2 separate regions of the Ovis aries genome follow, and region 2 is linked to region 1. A link is a contact called in public Hi-C data. All regions are on one chromosome and are shown on one strand. Each heading gives the region's core, a stretch centred on a gene start, on an enhancer-like site or on the middle of the called end of the contact. The rest is flanking DNA. Distances are from core to core; before and after follow the strand shown. Region 1 holds the start of HES1 (hes family bHLH transcription factor 1). Region 2 overlaps LOC114113790 (a long non-coding RNA gene).

Region 1 (3,409 bases), core at 388-2,887:
CACCTCGTTCATGCACTCGCTGAAGCCGGCGCGGTACTTCCCCAGCACGCTCGGGTCTGTGCTTAGCGCGGCTGCGGGCCAGAAGGAGACGGATGGGTCACCGAAAGGCCCTGGCCCCGAAGCCATCGCCTCCGCCCTGGGAGGTCCTCGCGGCGCGCCTCCCTGACCACCCGCCCGCGGAACTGCCTCTGGGTAGCCGGCTGGGTTTAGAAAAACCCTCCACCTAGCCACACTAGCTTGGCGACAGACCCCGAGACGCTCCCTCTCCATTCCCTGTCGCTTCATTTAACCCGATCTGAAGCCTCAAATTTGCCTCCTCCCCACCCCCGCGCGATGTGACCTTGGATAGTGCCCTTCCCCCTCTTCTGCACCATCCGAGCCTTATTTCCCCTTATGTAGCGGGCGAGGAGGGCGTGCTAAACTAGATGACCCCAAGCTCCACGCAGCTTAAAAACCACCACGGTTCTAAATCCTTTCACCCCCCCCCCCATCCGCTTCCCCCACTGCCAAGCCGCCCGCCGCCCGCCGCCCTCGCCACTACAACCTCTCTCCCTCCCTTTCCGGAACAGTAACAACTTGGAGTTGTGGCTATAAATAAGCCCCAGACCGTGGGAACGCAAGAGTGAGCCAAGGCAGTAAAATGTAGCTGAATGCCTCTCACAACCACGGGCGGAAGTCTGGAAGAAATCACCGCGGGGCGAGAGAGACGCCCGCAGAGGGGGACGCGGCGAGCCGCTCTCACCCGTCATCTGTGCCCGCTGCAGGTTCCGGAGGTGTTTCACTGTCATTTCCAGAATGTCCGCCTTCTCCAGCTTGGAATGCCGCGAACTCTGCACAGAAGAGGAGGCAAAGGAGGAAAGTGAGAGCCTCGCCAGAGGTTTCGGAATGGTGGGGGTCCGTCCCTCCCCCTGGCCATGGCGGCGACAGCCCTAGACCTCGGCTAGAGGGGCCCAGCTCTCCCGCCTCTGAGAATGCAGTGCAGGCAGGGAAGACCCCGCAGGCAAGGGGATTTCATTCTTAATACCTGGGAGAGAGAGAAAAAAAGAATTACCCACTTACATCTTTTTTAAGAGCATCCAAAATCAGTGTTTTTAGCTGGCTCAGACTTTCATTTATTCTTGCTCTTCGTCTTTTCTCCATGATAGGCTTTGATGACTGTAAAGAAAATTTTTAAAAAAGAGCGCTTGAGTTCCCATGGGACCTGCCATTTCTCCCCGCGATTTTAAGGGAGAAAAGAGCCCCAACCCCGACTTAATTTCTTGGGGGTGCAGGGAAATACAGGTACTGCCCTTACCTTTCTGTGCTCAGATGCTGTCTTTGGTTTATCCGGTGTCGTGTTGACACTGGCTGGGGTAGCAGCCACCGGGGACGAGGAGTTTTTCTCCATTATATCAGCTGGCATTTTCTTTTTCTTTTTTTAATCCCTAGAGAATTTTATTTTTGGAGTTCTTCACACACAAAAAAATTGTCTTGCTTATGTCCCTTTTACTTTATACTTTCTCAAAACTACTGAGCAAGTGCTGAGGGTTTATTATAATATCTTATGGCTACTTGGTGATCGGTAGCGCAATTCCAGGACCAAGGAGAGAGGTAGACGGGGGATTCCGCTGTTATCAGCACCAGCTCCGGATCCTGTGTGATCCCCAGGCCCTGGCGGCCTCTATATATATCTGGGACTGCACGCGAACGGCTCGTGTGAAACTTCCCAAACTTTCTTTCCCACAGTAACTTTCAGCCAATGGGAGGAGGAGACACGCGGCACCGCTCGTGGACCGCGCCCCCCCATTGGCCGCCAGGCACAAGGCCTGGCGGCCAATGGCGCGCGCCTGAGCCCGGGGCACCAGAGGCTACAACGTCAATCAAAAGGATTTTAACCCTTTGCTACTCTCCCTGCTGGCCTTTGCTTTAGAAAGGATTTTTCCGCATTGGGTTTGCTCTAGTCTAGTTTATTTCTCTTGGGGCTTCGGCCTTTGCTCTTTATTTCCTTTCATATGTAATAGAGCTGCTTTGCCAGTAATAAGTTCATTTGAAATATATATTTTTAAAGGTTTAGAAGGACAGGGATTAAAGGTTATAAATGCAGTGGTTAGAACGGGGGAATGTAAGGGTGTGAGTTACGAAAAGATCTAAGTGATTTCCCTCTCAGACTCCGCACGTTCGGGGGAGGAGGGGGGTGAAAGTTGACCGTGCAAAAAAGGGCAAAAAATTTTCCTTTTGCATGCAGAAAAGGAAAATGTGCCTCCATCTTATATTTGCAGGTTTTTCAGAGCAAGGTGGTTTTCGATCCCCGCACCCCTCCCCCGGTCCGTCCCTCATTTTTCCTCTGGAGTTGGGGGCCTCGGACCCCGCGCTTCCCCAGGAAACAATCAGAATAATTTCCAACTGAGCAGAAAGGAAATGGAATTTCAAATGAAAGGTTAACAAGGGGGACTTTGATGGCAATGCCTCAAGGACGCACGCACGTCCTTGCCAACTTTTCCCTTTCCATCCGCCCCCTCTCGGTTCTGCAGCGCGCCGAGGCGGCCTGCCGAGCGGCAGCCTCTCCCTCCTTCCCGCCCCGCGGGCGGCCAGGGCAGCCTCGGCACCCGGCGCGCGCGGGCCCTTTAAGAGCTACACCAGCCGAGCTGCAGTTTGACATCAGCCGGCCGGCGAGGGCGCGCCTGGAGCCGGAGCACGTGCCAGGATGTTTTATTGCCGCCGCGACTGCGGCCGGGCAGGGAGGATGTGTGTGTGTGCGTGCGTGTGTGAGTGTGTGCGCGCGCCCCGGGGGCAGGGAGGCGGGGGGCGGCGGCGGGCGGCGGAGCGCGGGGGCTGGTTCCTGGTCCCCGGGAGAAGCCAAGAAGGTAAATAGCAGCTGCTGTGCTCGAGCCTGGGAAAACCCCGCCCCCTGCGCCTGGCCTGGGCTCATTGGCGCGCGCTGCGTGTGGGGTGTGTGTGTGTGTCCCCGGGCCCCCCCCTCTCCTCCGGCCCCCGCCGGGCCTGGAATCCGAGGGGGCGGCGGGCTGGGAGCCTAGCCCAGGCGCTGACCAACCGCCCCCACCCCAACTACCCCCGGGCCAAGGTCAGCCCTTCCGGGCGGGGAGCGCACGCCCTGGGGTGGAGAGTGGGGAATTATTCCAACCCCCCCCTCCACCCCTGATTTCGGGCTTGAGGTTTTAACTCCGCCGAAAGCCTCACTTGCAACAGCCCGGGGGAGGGGTGGGGACCTTCTTGTTTGCTCCCTGCCCTGGCCCTCCCTCCCCCCGCGGGGCCCCCGGCGCCCGCCGTGGTCACGAGATGCCTGACCGCACTTAGGAAGCGGCCGGGTCAGCCTCCTGCCTCCGCTCGGCGGCTGCGGTTAAAGCGGCTTCGCGCCGCCCGCCTTCTCTCCGAGTCCAGGGAGGCCGGGCAGCTCCCCCTCGCTGCACCC
Region 2 (3,409 bases), core at 607-3,106, 74 kb after region 1:
GCACTAGTGTTATTAGATTTTATAAAAAGGAATTCCAGTTACAGCAACTACATTTATAAAAGCACAACTGGGGTGGGTGAAATTGGAGTAGTTCACTAGGTTAGATCAATATTCAATCCTGGCTACACATTCACCTGGGGAGCTTTTGAAATATACCCAGGCCTGGTCCACACATCAGACCAATTAAATCAGAATCTCTGGGGGGTGTGGCTGGAGCATCTGTATTTTTAAAAGCTCTTCCAGAAGATTCTAATGTGCAGCCAGTGTTGGAAATCCACAGAGTTAGATAAAAGGAATCTGGGAATCAGGAACACAGTGATTAATTTATGCCATGTTCAATAACAGAGTCTGATCTTTTAATTTAGGATAGATCTTCCGATGTTAGAGCTAGATAGGACTTTAGAGAGAATTTCTCATTGTAGAGAGGGGGCACTAAGGCAGAGAGTCTTATTAAGGTTGAATGACAATATAGGCAGGGAGCTCAACCAGGTACTCTGTGGCAACCTAGAAGAGTGAGATGGAGTGAGGGGAGCAGATGTAGGTTCAAGAGGGAGGGGACATATGTTTACTTATGGCCGATTCATGTCATTGTATGACAGAAACCAACATAACATTATAAAGCAATTATCCTCCAGTTAAGAATAAATTTTTAAAAAGGTTAAAACACACACACACAAGATAACATAGGCAGCACAAGCTCTAGAAACCAGTGCCTTTCACTGTATGCCTCTGCCCCTAAAAGTTATATTGGAAATTAAAAGATCAGATACACCTTTGTGTTCCTAAGTATCTGTTTAGGAAATGGTTTATGGTGGTGAAAAGAGCACAGCTTTGCTGCTCTCGGACCTGACTGGCATGAACATAAAGACTGCATCATTGATTAGCTAGATTTGATCCAGATTTGATCCCTGGTTCTGGAAGATCCCTGGACAAAGGAAAGCCTACCTACTCCTGGAGAATTCCACGGACAGATGAGGCTAGCGGTCCATGGGGTCACAAAGAATCAGACATGACTGAGCAACTAAATGCACACATCCTCTCTGAAGTTTTCTCACTTGTAAAACAGGAATTAAGAACTCCTTCCCAGCTTTATCACAAATAAGTCAAACATATAGTATGTGCTCAGTAAATTAAATAGTAATTATAATTATTAACTGCATTTAAAAAATCTTGGACTTTATGTAGAAATAGCTGCAGAGGGGATAAAAAGATATGTTAGAGTTTCTTTGCATGAAATAATCTTGCAAAGGTTGTTTTTGGTTTCCATTCATTGAAAACACAAATAAACCCCAACTGAAGCACTTCTTAGGAAGGAATGAATGGATTTCCAATCTGTGTTTTCTTGTTTACAGTGGAAAATATGCCATGCAAGGAAAACACAGGTGGTTAACTGATCAGTGCCTTCTATTTTTATCATATGCATAGGGCTCTAAGCATACAAACGCAAATATTTTAAGTAACAGAAAATGAAGACTAACTTCTCAAGGTTAAATGGCTTCAGGTTTCCTATACCAAATTTAGACTTTTTTTCTTTCCGCCATTTCTTGAAAAAGAGCTCCAGATCCCACACAAGCTGAATTCCAAAACAATTAAGAAAAACAAAACAAAAAAAGCTCACGATTAGCATTTTTAAAGAAACGTTTCTTTTCCCTTGGGGTCTTTTTGTTTTGTTCTGCATCCTTTTTGTTTTGCAAAAAGAGTATCCCAATTGGGAGAGGAAAGCAGCCTCCGCGGGTTGTGTGTTTGTGAAACGAAGATGGGAACAGAGACGCGGCAGGTCCCCGGAGAAGCTGGCCGCCCCCGCGTCCCCAGCCCCCGGGCGGGCTTGTGCGGACGTGTCTCGGGCGTGACCTCTGAGCAGCTGCGCCACCGGCTCAGCCTCGCGGCGGGAGAAACCCGAGCTCCCAACAAAACAGTTCCATCTTTGGCAAGTCCTCTGGCATTTAAGGCGCTGCCGGTGGGGAGAGAGACCGCGTGCCTGAGAGGCTCTGGGAACTCGCTAGCCTTCCCCTCCTTGGTGTTACGTTTCTGAAGGGTCTGAGCATCTGCGGTGGAGCCTCGAGTGTCTGGCCGAGTGGGGGCGGGGGCGAAGCCGGCCGTGGGATCTTCCTGGAGACCCGAGCGAGTCTGGTTCTCCATCCTCCCTGGGATGCGCCTCAGGACTTGATTTTTCCTTCTTTTTTCCCTTTCTTTTCGGCCGATACTATGTGGGCAACAGGGGCTGAGAAAATTTAAACCCTTACAAGAAGAAATCTTTCTAATAAAATCTTTCCCTCCCCCAAACTGATTCAGGTTGTCACTTTAAAAGTGCCCCTACCTGCCTGAAGTGCTGGTGTGCAAAGTTGAAACTGACAGAAGATAACCCGTTCTTTCAGGGAAAGACTCTGAAAGAGGCTCCATCGTAGTAGTTAACATTTACTGGGTGCTTCCTCTCTGCTAACCATTTTAATGCAATAATTCATTTAGTCTTCACAACAATCCAAAAGCAGGAATTATTATCACCGATCTCCAGGCAACAGAAGAGGCGCAGAGAGGTTCTGTAACTTGCTAAGGATCACACAGCTAGTAAATGGTAGAGCTGGGATTAAAACTTAGGCAGTCTGTGCTTGTAACTGCTGTGCTCACTGGACGAAAGATCCTGTTCTTGAATTCCTCCCCTGGCACACCGTATCTCAGCAAGGTGGAGAAACAAGCTCTGAGAAGTTGGGAAATAAGAAGTGACAAGGTCAGGATCTTCTGAAATGTCCTGACTTAATCGGAAGGAGCTGGGGCCCATGGCCGGGGTGGGGGTCGGGGGGTGTATACAACATTTATCAGGAATTGTGTATGTCCTGCTTTGGACATGTTGATGGTTTGTTAATACTCACCCTGTCATTCCCTGGAAGGGTTCCCTGGCAATTCGACTTATAGGAAAGTCATAGGACAGGCAGTGACAAGAGGTGAGGGTTGTAGTCAAGCGGCTACAAGCATTAGTCTGAAAAAAGGAGGGGTGTGAGCATGACATAAGGCTTCCCAGGTGGCTTAGTGGTCAAGCAGGAGATGCAGGTTCGATCCCTGGGTTGGGAAGATCCCCTGGAGGATGATATGGCAACTCACTCCAGTATTCTTGCTTGGAAGATCCCAAGGACAGGGGACATCCCCTTTATGGTATGCAGGAATAAAGAGTGGGATGAGTCGTTAGAGGATGCCGCTTTGGAGGAGAGGGCAGTGAGAAAGCCAAAGTTCTGGAATGGTTGGGAGGCTCATTTCTCTGCAGTATGGAAGAGCTAGAAGCTTGACTTTCCTCACACACACACAAACTTCAGGAAGTTCACTTCCCACTGGTCTGAATGCCTGTCTAGACTAATCTTCACTCACAGGTTCTATTACCTGTTTATGGTAATGGCCTCTCTGGTGCCATTTTATACCT

What was found. Hi-C and Micro-C count contacts between places; a contact is called where the count stands out from the background.
Region 2: a contact with region 1 is called in a Hi-C map of liver, with 5 times the contacts expected there. The contact joins the enhancer-like site here to the promoter of HES1 in region 1. A contact is called at or near these places in 2 of 16 Hi-C or Micro-C datasets (both in liver).

Annotation. Positions count from the first base shown.
Region 1 is chr1:194,184,380-194,187,788 of ARS-UI_Ramb_v3.0, forward strand. HES1 (hes family bHLH transcription factor 1) reads right to left here and starts at 1,638. Exons shown (of 4, transcript XM_004003033.5): 1 at 1,295-1,638; 2 at 1,060-1,155; 3 at 743-830; 4 at 1-71. The coding sequence starts at 1,402. LOC121816684 (a long non-coding RNA gene) reads left to right here and starts at 2,691. Exons shown (of 2, transcript XR_006056345.2): 1 at 2,691-2,843.
Region 2 is chr1:194,257,680-194,261,088 of ARS-UI_Ramb_v3.0, forward strand. All of the region lies in intron 2 of LOC114113790 (a long non-coding RNA gene), which reads left to right. Among named protein-coding and RNA genes, the nearest start is that of HES1, 73 kb to the left of the region's middle. Within about 2 kb of position 1,857, at least 5 of the 54 cell types and tissues checked have an H3K27ac peak or open chromatin away from gene starts, as enhancers often do. A contact at or near this core is called in liver, where this site is marked.